2 separate regions of the Lactuca sativa genome follow, and region 2 is linked to region 1. A link is a contact called in public Hi-C data. All regions are on one chromosome and are shown on one strand. The core of a region is the stretch at or near the end of the contact, and the rest is flanking DNA. Distances in the headings are between cores, read along the strand shown.

Region 1 (6,130 bases), core at 2,327-4,826:
TTTAAATATTGTTTTTTCAAAGTACTATTCATGAATTAAAATTCACTTAAACTAGTTTTTTTAGGTGCAATAACCGTGAATTATATGTATGAAGCAACATGGATGAGACTTGTACAATCACCTAGCTAGATACATTAATTTTATTTAAGATTTTTTTTTTAATTTTTAATTTTGATTTATGAAAAGTTGTATCAGCAATATATGATTTTCATCGCCATGTTCAATACAAAATCACCATTAATCTTATCCCCAATTTGTTTTTTCTTTCACCAATTTAACAGCAAAACGATTTTTACAAGATCCTTTTTTTTTTTTTTTGAGAAGGTCATACAAAATTAAGAGAGATAATATCATAATTTGATGGAAAAAGCAAACCCCAATATCATGTCATTACATAATTAAGAGAAGGTCATACAAAATTAAGAGAGATGATATCATAATTTGATGGAAAAAGCAAACCCTAATATCATGTCGTTACGTCTATTTCAATAAGTTCAAAGTACATAATATCAAACGATGAATTGGTATATGTATATATATAATTTATAACAATACAAAAGAGAAACATGTATTTATTTTATAACGAAGTGAGTAAATTGTAAATGATTAAAGAAATTTAAGTATACATTGTTGAAATGTTTACAAAAAAATGAAGTGTGACAAAGAATATGATCAATTATTTTGTTATTTGTGACCAATCATGATTTTTTCCCGACAGCTTGACCACACAGAAGTGCATTTTCGGGTAACAGATATTCATCTCGTATTGACATCACCGGAGAATAAACTCGAAGATAGAACTGTTCACCGAGATACTGTCGCACCCAAAACTCGTTTCTTATATTCCACATCCCTACATTATCAAGGGCAACATATATTGCTGTCCACGATTTTGGATATACCTATATATAAACGATTAAACCACAAATTAAACAAATGACTAAAGCAAGTGTAACTAATATCGTTAATTATAACACCCATGATGAATTGCCAGCATTTTTCTTGTCTTTAAAGCCTTGTTTCGGTGGTGTATTTAATACTTGTACGGTACAATTAACTAAAGCGCAAGTATCGTATCTAGTTCAGGCAAAAGAATCTAACCTGCACAGTTGAACGTGAGACTGCATCGATAAGATTGTAGTCATTTCGACTTGTATCACTCCATATCCCTCCATCCATTCTGCATGTTAATAACATTATTAGTGACAGAACAAGCGTCGCTATAGTATTTCATAGGTGAAAGCTTGAGAAAAGCAAATTACCCAACAACAAAGAAATTGTAGCCATCAAGATGCCAACTTTGCATGACATTTTCACGATTCTCAAACACAATCTCAATGAAATCCCGAAAATCAGCACCCATAACGGAAGTGTCAAGATACGGGTTTTGATTTGTGGGGGCATCGGGAATACTCCCGACCTTAAAAACACCACTAATGTTGAAGTAATCTGCCAATTTAAGAGGCGTATCAGCTTGAATAAACGACACCCCGTTAACATTATATCTTTGTTTTCGATCGATTATGGATGCAGATCCAGTGATTTTAATTGTTCTTGTGATGTTAATCTGTCCATAATGATATGAGCCTTGTGGGTTCGGTCGTGGTCCACTAGCAGTCAAATTAGTCCTGGAAAATAAACAAAATGTTAGAACACAACTTAATTAAACTGTCGCAAAAAATGTTGAGCCGTTGGGAAAGATGATATATGTTTACCTGATGGATCTAGCTTGGTTTAATGACCAGGTGATGTCAGTGTCGATAGGTGGCGGCGGTGTGCCGGAAACAGCCTTGCCGGAGTTTGAATAGCGGAGGATGGCGGTGGTGTTGAGGTTTTGAGTAGCGAATCGGGAGGAAACTGCAATGTAGTAATCTTGAGGGGCTTGATCTGCAGTGACCAAAACAGAGTATGATTGTCCCACGTGGATGTCAAGAGATGACAACAATGTTTGGACGGTGTGGGTCCCTTCAACTTCCACTAATGTCATCGTGTGATTTTCAATTCTGAAATTTAGCGAGTTTTGTAGGCCCACATTCGATATCCTTAACCTATAAGTTTTACCTGATACAATATCAATATCAGTATCAGTATCAACATGATCATTCAAAATAATCAGTTTATCCATGTTATTATAATGTACCTTGCTCGACATTATATGATACGCCACCATCTCCACGACCGTTAATTAAGATTCCATCGGGAAAAGGAAGTCTCCATCCGAGATCCATAATTTTCTCGAGTCTCTGTAACACATAATATAATAAAACATTTTTATTATCGATAAAAAAAAAATTATTCTTTCCTTTGATTAAATGTAATGTAGATAGTGATTAGTTTATATACCGTGTGATTCGTTGAATAGGCGTCGCCGATAAGAATAGAGTAATCATCAGCTGGATCTGGAAACGGAACCGGAATCCGGGGTCTACTAAGGATTTTGATGGCTCCATAACCACCTGCAGCCTTTTGGAATCCGATAGATGGAAAATAGAAAAAGCTTCCAATCTGATCTTTCACTTGTAATTTATATGTGAAGTTTTGACCAGGTGGAATCGGGCAATTTGTCCCATAAACTCCATCTTGGTATGAATTCCGTCTTTGTTGTATGCCATTCCTGTGTTCAAGAACACAAAATCACGTTAGAATCAATGTTAAATTAGTAACTTTGCAAGAATTAAAAAGATAGTTAAGTCATTTGTCTTGACAAAACAATCATAAATTACCATTTGTTAATCGGCATATTCTTAAACTTGTTTTCTTATTTAAAACGCCAAAAATGCAAAAATAAAATAATATAGCATAAAGCATCATTTCGTACGTCGTAATCAGTCTACATTGAATAATTAAAAAATAACATCATACATAGTTGTAATTAACGCGGAATATGGAATAGGAATGTTCACATGATCATTTCCTAATGTTCACACATCATTGATCATATAATTAAATGCATTACTTTTGTTTGCGTATTATGCATTATTTTATACACATCTTAATGTCCACTACATTCATTCTACATCACTTATTTTTATTATACATTATGCATTAAAAGTTATCCAGCATTGAGAGATTACCATGAAATGAGAAAAGGCTCGGGCAAGTTGTTAAAGACATTGATGATGAGATTATCGTTTGTGACCGAATATATTTCCGGACCTGGAAACTGCCCGTTTATCAAAATTCCCTGCAAAATTAGACACGAAAAGCGTCAACTCAGCGAGACAAAATACAAAATTCAAGTGTTCATATATATGATCGATCAGTCTTTATCAAACACTGGTAGAATGGAGTCGACTCAAGGTTCGAACTTTTGATGAACTATCGTACAAAATATTTATAAATTAAAGAATCTTATGAAATTTTACCTGTTGAAGGACGCCCATAGGGTATATGTCTCCATACGTAACATTCCAAGTAAAGAATCGATACGGATCCTCAGCATTGACAATCGCAACAAGACAAAGAACTACACACAAATAGTTTGACCTAACAAATCCTCCGTAACGTTTTTGCATATTTTCAAGGATGGTTAGAGAGAAATGTGAGAGATAGAGAGAGAAAGTAGAGAAAGTTGATTTTGCATGGAGAGTTTAGTTGAAGGATAGTGTTTATATAGGAGTCGTCTTTGTGAAGCACATGGACCCACTTGTGCGTGTATACATTCAACCTTTTCAAATGAATGCTAATTAAATATTATGAAAAAGATATGCCATAATCTGTTTCATATTAGGAGTAGGGCCACCATGTAAGAATATAATAGAAATATCGATGGTTATAAATAGTTTTTCCTTTTATATTACAGCTGGTGATTAAAATGAATAAGTATGATGATTAATCGGGTAAAAGGTGATGAAAATATATTTCGTGGAGTATTCTTCTTATAAACATGTTTTATGTATGTTTTGGGTTGATTTATATAAGATAATTAGCATGTTAAAGATTATTAAGAAGCACATTTTACATTGATAGTTGAATCTTTAAATGAAACTCAATATATCCTAAACAATTTCTAATTGTCTATTTTATATTTAAGCCTTTAATTGCTTGGTGTATTATACGTATGTGATGAACGGGCGAGTATGTGTATGTTTGATTTTTTTTATGTGAATGAACGAAAGATATATATAGTAACATTGTTTCTAAGTACTTAGCTTTTTGTTAACTTAGCCCATTTCAATTTTAGTAACAATTATTGAAATTGTCCATATGATTTGTCAAAACTGCGTATTTGGTATCTAACCATTTTTTTAATACTTAGATTGTTCCTATAGTTTGTTTTTGTTGTGCTTTTAGTCACTGACAGACATAAAAAGATTATAATACTGTTTTTTTTTTTTCACTCTGACAAACAATGTATGAACTCATATACCGACTCTTTATGAGCTCTAGCGAACATTAAACTCAGGTGAACATCAAAACACCGGTGATCACCACACCCTACACATCCCATTTTATCCCCTCTTCTTCATATCTTTAGAATTCTCTTTCTCATGGTTGAATTATCTTCCCTAGTTATGCACTCACTTCATTACCTCTTTTCATGTATTTCTTCTTGTTGGCCACCACAACACCGCCTTCAAAATCAGACTAGTCTCAATGAGGTCAAGTTCAACGGGGTGGAGGCACACTCCGATTTTCCCCTCCCAGTGGTTTTGGGGGAAATGGTACCGAGTTCTATCTGTGGCCAAAGCAATGAAGCACTTAATGGGAAATTGTGTTGCTAAGGATGTTGTTGTTATCTCTTCGGGGAGGGATCGAACCTGGGTTCGCCGGGTGTTATCGCATACTTCCCTATCGGATGTTACTGTTCGTTGCACCAAAATCGTCGTTAAAAAAAATCAGACTAGTGGTTTCTATTGAAATTGATGGAGGAATATCGAAAGTTGATGAAATAGACTAATCCCGAGAGTTTCCTGATGAAATCGATGGATGCATATATGATTCATGAGTTGTAGGCGGCTTAGCTTCTACTGACGAAGCTCGCAGAGGTGGAGCTTGTAGAGGAAGGTGACAATGGTGATGGTGGTTTCGATTTAGGTCAAATATATTAGAGGAATTGTGGAAGTCAATGTGCTTCTAGGTTGCAGATCCAAACGGGGACGAGACCAAGTGCAACTAATGTGGTCCGATGACCTACCTAATTTTTTTAATTTATCTAAAATTTCTATAGAAAATTTTTAATGACCTACCTTAAAAATAAATTTAAGAACTACCTTACCTATAAATCCTTTGAAACTGTTTAAAAAATTTTCTATAACAAAATTAGTGAACAATATAGTTTTTTATTCTAAACTCGTCACTAGATTCGAAAGTTGTATTTTTTGGTTACCATTTTAAGTTTTGATTTGGGTTATCCTTTTGTTTTTTTGGGTTGACAATGGGTTGCAAACATGCTTTTAAATCTGGGTTAAAGACGAAATTTAGATTTTCATAAGATTTTGAAATTATGTTGTTTTTCTAGAAGAGAAGTATAGTATCAAAAACCACTGGAATCTATAAGTGCGCAGGTGAGGTGTGACAAGTGAAAGAAAGTACAATGGTTGGGTCAATGGAGAAAGAAAACCTAGTAGCGGTGGCATTTGGCGACAATGGTGGTGGCTAACGACAGTAATAGCGGTGGCGGTCAAGGGCACTGGTGACGGTCTTCTTCAAGTATAGTGTTGGTGTTGGTGTTCAATGGTAGTGGTGGGCCAGGGTGATGGGTGGAGGTAGGGATTTTTAATTTTTTTAATTAGGAAATTATATATAAATAATAAATTAATTAAAAAATAAATAAATAAAGATACTACCATAGTATTGTCTTTTTATATAAGATGGGATCGAAAAATGCAACAACATAAAACGATTAAAACAGTTCGAGTACAAAATAAAGTTAAAGACTAAAAACACAATTTTGTTTAAATATTTATCGTGAGAAAAAAAAAAAAAAAAAACCATTGACATCTGCGTACGCTATGGTTGTAAAAAGGGTGGTGTATTTTATAATTTTTATTCACAGTTCGTGCCTTATATTTTTCAATAATAACACATTCATACGTACCAAAACATTTGTAATAAACATAGAAGCTTGTATATTTATATAACATATAGAGTTTTCCTCAAATGTGATTTTGTTACAAAAGAATGCTTT
Region 2 (6,130 bases), core at 1,839-4,338, 150 kb after region 1:
TAACACAAATAAAAATATTTAAAGTCAAAGTTGAAGAAAAAAGAATTCAAAAATCAAATATAGACAATTAATATTGGAGGTTATTTAACCTAAGTCAAAATGGTATTGACCTTTAAAATGGTTTTTATCTTAAAATCAGGTGTGTTTAACCAATTTTTATGACATATTTTAGAAAAGATACGATCTTTTCGAAAATCTTGTTAGATCCCCTTGTTCATAAAAATAGAAAAAATATAAAGGCAATTTATTTTATTGGTTACAATTGTTCTTTGTTCTATTTTCTTGTTAGTTCTTTTATTAATAAAATTATACAAATCAAAGAAAATAGTAGGGGCCAAGGGGGATTGCTTACAATATAAACATTCCGATTTACCGTTAATTAAACCATATAAAACATCTTATAATAATGAAAATGATGCATATAACTTTTTACATGTCAGAAAAGCTTATTTTCCTTTATATAAAATAAAGATATTGTGGATAAAGTTGTATATCATCAAAAGTAATTTACAATATAAAAGATAGCAAATCATAAGTGATGCATTATTACAGATTTTAAAAACGATGTAATTAGCTTTTCAAAAGTTATTAGACATTTTATAATATTAAAAACGACCAACTCTTTGAACGTTATTGGATATAATTAAGCATTTTATAATACTGCAGTCTGCCAGTCTGCATGGAGGGGCGGACGCACCCTTTATAATGTGGGGCCACGTGTCCCAGATGCCAATTCAATTACCTATATTATGTATTATAAAAATGGGCTAAAAACATTATTATAATGTTTGCCCTCAATCTTTGAAAACATCCGTTTTTATAATTTGATCTCATCCTCTATTTTTTTCACCCAACTCGATGTGGGATGGTTCGTTGGTAACCAAACAGAAACATATTTCTTATTTTTTCTTTCTCTTTGTTTTATAACTTTTAACTAACTTATAAATAATTTCCCACTTTAATCTCAGGTTGCTCATTTACATATGATAAGTTATTATTTGTGGTTATATTAAATCGTTAATCAATTATCAACCCCATATGCCTCGATTGGTATTTTTATAAATTAGTTATTTTACGTACTTAGTTACCAATCAATATATATATCAAAAAACTTTAGCAATATAGTTACGAAACCTAACCGTAAAAAACAAAACCGGGCCAACATAACCGATATCCAAACTAAATAAATGGTCCAAAACCCCGAAAACCCGACTAGTTATTTTGACCATCTTATCGGACCAGTCATATAGATGTCACAAGTGTCCCCAACAAAAAAAAAAAAATCATAAATACACGATGTCTACATGTATTAGAAAACAAGTTACACTTTTATTGGAAAACAAAACATCATTACAAACATCAAAACCAAAGAGGTCATTCTCAAATAAAAACTATTTACGAAGATTAAAAGACCGAGGTTCATGGATAAACTTCAATAACAGATTGATAAGTTCTAATGTGTTTTATAGTGTAACGAGTGAATCCAGCCTCAGTAAACACGTAAGACCATTCTTTTAAAGTTCGTTCTTTCCCGGTGCTTGTATGAGCCATCATCACCATGTCAAGCATCAATACCACGTCTTCAAAGTCATGGTTTTCTTCAAGTCCAACAATTGACTCTACAATGATCACCTTTCCTGTATCTTGAGGAATAGCCTCTCGACATTTTCTTAGTATGTCGATGCATTCATGGTCTCCCCAGTCATGGAGTACTTTCTACAATATATATATATTCAAACATGATCAATGGGGAACAAGTTAAATCTTTCTAAAGGCTCTACAAATCATAATGAACCCCGCCACTCAACCAAGGTGGCCCACGATAAGAGTGGGCATCTATCCAGCCCACCTCATATACCAAAATTAGTTAAAAAATATCCAAAAGGATCTTTGTAAATTGCACTTAAAAATTTTCTGATTTGAGGGTGTTTGAAAGTTTGATTAAGTATTAATGATAGTGTTTTCTCATTAAGGCACGTTATTTCTAGATTAAAGTATGTGAGAATCAAATCTATAAACTAACTTCTAATGTTTAATTCAGAGTGACCACTCGTCACTTTGATGATGGCTATCCATGATTTGGGGTGAATGGTATATTAATTCATTCAATAAATAAGAACTCTTACTTTCCATTAGTCCATATATATGTGTATTTATATTCGTTTTTTTATTTATATTTGTTTATCACTTGGAAAATTTTGTACAACCACCTTTCCATTTTACTATATTCATCAGCAATCACTAAATAGGTATGTTTTACTAAAAGACTTCAAATAAATTCACTAACCATTAGATAAGTAGCATCAGTTTTTGGAATATGATCAAACATGTTACCTCCAACATGTTCTACACCTCTACATACGGGAGCCACCGACACTACATGAGGCAAATCGAAATTAATCCCTTTGATCCATGGACAAGCCTCAACAATCAATCGTAGAGCCGTTCCATCACCACCACCAACATCCACCACCGTCTTCAGCCCCTCAAACACCTCCGGACAACCCTCAATCACCGCCCCGACCGCCACCCGAGCATCACAAGCCATTGCATCATCAATAAGCTTACTATGTCCAGGATTCGCTGCTGCGAATTTCCATACATCATCCCCATGCGCTGCCCCAAAAGGCAAGTTTTTGTTGCTCAAAACCCTAGCACTTAGCTTCTGCCATGGTGCTAACATCACCGGACTGCTCTCTAAAAGCACAAAATCGGCCATACTATGCTTTCCACGCCTAGTTAGAAGCCGGGACAAAGATGTTTGAGCATATCCTAGGGATGTTTCTGATATGGGTTTTTCTTGAAATATCTTATACTGGATTAAGAACCTCATGATCCTATACAGTGAGGATGATGAACACCCGAGCTCCGATGCAAGTTCAGCAAGTGGCATTGGGGTTTCTTGTTTTTCGAGGATATCGGGTATACCGAGCTCAATGGCGCACTTAGCCACAGCCATTGGAGTGAAACCAAAAACATATTTCCAGATTTCTCTTGCGGCTGCTTCTTCTTCTTTGGAATCAACTTTCTCCATGTTAATTTCTGCAGACATATTTAATCTTAAATTGAATGCATAAATGTGAGGATGATCAAGGTCCCTTTAAATAACAATAAATCTTGCATGGTGGGATTTATGTTCAATTATTTATTCAGGAGTTTTTTATTTTTAAATTGAATAGTTTAACGTTAGGTGTGTTTGTTTTTTTTATTTTTAAATTGAATACTTTAATGTCATTAATAAAATTCATTTCTTCTCAACCGCCTTACCAAACTAATGGCCCATTAACACAAAGGCACACATATACATCCGGTTAATACTCGCATACCAAGAGTTGAAATATTAATCAATACACTACAAGAATAAACACCTATGGGGACGAGTTTTATAGGGACGACATTAGTCGTCGCTATAAGTCTTTCTATAGGGACGACATATCGTCGCTATAGAGTTGACCATTTTTTATTGACTTTTTAAGATATATGGACGATTTGTTGTCTCAACATGTTAAGCAAGCGGGAAAAATAAGGGATTGGCGTGTTCTTTAGAGATCTATAGGGACGACTTGTCGTCCCCATAGCTTTCTATGCCCAAAAAAATATATATTTTTAATCTATTTAGCTGGAAAATAAAAAACGATGTTGTTTGTGGGTATAGGGACGATCGATCGACCCCATAGGGTTATATTCTTAGGATCCCATTGCGTTTGGTCGTCTCCGGTCTCCGGTCTCGGATTTCTCTTGGAGCTTGGGTGCTCATCGAATAGCTTGTCTGAGGATCCGTCTTCCCCCTTTCACTAACCGTAACGCCTCCATCTCTATTTCTCGTTCATTCAAGGCTTAGAACTCAAGCAAATCTCTATATTTCTGTGTTGAAGCTCGTGCCCATCTCTATATTTCTGTGTTTTTTTGTTCCTTCGTCTCCATCCTTAACTCGTGATTTTTTATGATTTCACAGTTGCTCTCTTAGTTGCTGTCTTAGGATGCGATTTGCTCCCACATTTCTAGTTCCCCAGCTTATTAAAAGGTATTTTGTTTTAGCATTGATAATCATAATTGCTTACTCATGTACAGTATTCACATATTTACTTTAATTGTTATTTACAAATTAGTTCAATTGTTGAAATCCTTTGTTTTTCTCATATCTTGTTGAGAATTTCTTATGTTTGCTTAAGAAAATCCATTAATCAGTGTGTTTAGTGAATATCTGGCAGGGGCAGCAGCAATTAGGGCAACAACAATTAGGGTAGTCTGAATAGGTACAACAACAACAATAACTCCAGTTGCAGCTTTTGGAACCCATCAATAACATTGGAAATCTCGGGTAGTTTTCTTGTTGCTTTTGTTCTCTACGCTTTTTGTGTTTTATCATATATATCATTATGCATATGAAATATCCTTATGGTGTTTGGATGTTTTTGTAAATGTCTAAATGATGGTTTATATATTGTTGGAATTGATACTTTTTAATCAGACATGATAATTAACACACTACGTCTCCAATCTTTATAAATCATGTTAAAGAGTAAAGATTAATCTACTGGCTTTATTTTTGTCAAGAAATACTGTTAGTTTTGGTCTTCCTTTCCTCAAGGCTTTGCATTACCTTTGATAATGCTGCTAAGTTGTTAGTTTTTTGAATATATAATCCGCTAATACAATCATATATGATATATGACATGTCATGTTAAGTGATTTTCCTTATTATATGGTCTATTAGGTTCATCATTATTGATTTAAATCTGCTTATTAAAGGCCTAGATAACGTTGTGTTCACAGATAAAGCTGAATTTTATCAAGAAAAAAATTATATTTTGTGACATGATATTGGGAAAATAAATAATATATAATAGCATCCAAGAAATGATAGGGATCAAAATTGTAGTTATTTAAAAGATAAAGGGTATATTGTATTTTGTAAATTGTATACCTTAGCAATACTTATAGTGTGCTACTCCATTGCCTTATGTATAGTAGCTCTATCATGTTCCCTCATGCTGTCATTTTGATGTTCATATAAAGGTTTTCAAAACATCTTATTTTTTACTTCTTTATTTAATAAAAATACTTGGGTTTTTTTTAATATTGTACTACCTATTAAATTCCTCAATGCAACATAGTCCACCATTAACTAAAACAAGGGCCCCAGCTTCTAGCATCCATTCACCTACAAGTTCCTTGGATTGAATTATAGAGCATTCCATTCCATCAGGTAAAACAAACAACTTTTTTTTCAATTCTTGTGGAATCAGGGATTCCGTTCCAATTCCATCCTACCAAAAAAAACAAGTCTCACCTCCATCTTTGACTACTGTAACAGTCAATCCATCACTAGTGCTTCCCAATCCAGTAGTAATAAAGGGAAAATTCCCTTTATAAAGTCTCACTTTGGCCATTTAAGTTGCACTGTTTCTCCATTTTTGCTTGCGAGTTATAGAACTTCCTCTTGCATGGGTCTTGATTTATATCGTCCCTGATATTCATTGAAACTATATTTTTTTTTAATTTAATTTTCTCCGTGTTTGGAAATAAAAAAAGTTATGGGTTTCATGGAAGAGATGACATATGTTTTCTTTTGTACATCAACTCTGTTCTATAAGTTCCTCAAGTACAATCATTACTCCATTATTAATAATAACACAAACTACATATCCATTATTAATAATAACACAATTTCTGAAATTTGATTCTTTCTCTGTAATTCTTTCTTGTTATGTCACCATCTTTCTTGATCTTTGAAGTTAGTGTCAAATAATACTCTTCTTACCTACTTAATTTCATAGTTTTATCCAAAATTGTGCTTATGTTTTCTATTCCTTTTGGGTATAATCAAAAGTTGTGATTTTTAGTGTTAATCTTCATTTACGTTACTTCATTCCCTTTGAACCTTCTAATTTGTCCATTGCTTCAAGTTTCAATGGTTTGTGTGCCTAAAAGATTACATAATCTGAAGTTTTGGCTTTACTTTTAGAATTTATACATGAACACCATTTTATAATAAGTTCTCATTCATGAAGGTGTTATTTATTATAACTATGTAATTGTTTGTTGGCATTAATTATCAATCCATGCTATCGTTTTTCATGCCCCATTTTTCAAATCTACTTCATTCATATGTAAAATATCTAACATT

The links. A called contact is a pair of places that touch in the nucleus more often than the background predicts.
Region 2: a contact with region 1 is called in a Hi-C map of leaf, with 6 times the contacts expected there. The contact joins the promoter of LOC111914969 here to the promoter of LOC111914968 in region 1. A contact is called at or near these places in 2 of 4 Hi-C or Micro-C datasets (leaf and seed).

The regions. Positions count from the first base shown.
Region 1 is chr8:201,990,842-201,996,971 of Lsat_Salinas_v11, forward strand. It overlaps LOC111914968 (L-ascorbate oxidase homolog), which reads right to left and starts at 3,577. Exons shown (of 8, transcript XM_023910675.3): 1 at 3,366-3,577; 2 at 3,075-3,184; 3 at 2,344-2,614; 4 at 2,141-2,243; 5 at 1,716-2,061; 6 at 1,263-1,628; 7 at 1,102-1,180; 8 at 512-902. The coding sequence starts at 3,515. The coding sequence ends at 699.
Region 2 is chr8:202,143,192-202,149,321 of Lsat_Salinas_v11, forward strand. LOC111914969 (acetylserotonin O-methyltransferase) reads right to left here and starts at 3,089. Exons shown (of 2, transcript XM_023910676.3): 1 at 2,288-3,089; 2 at 1,308-1,716. The coding sequence starts at 3,052. The coding sequence ends at 1,420.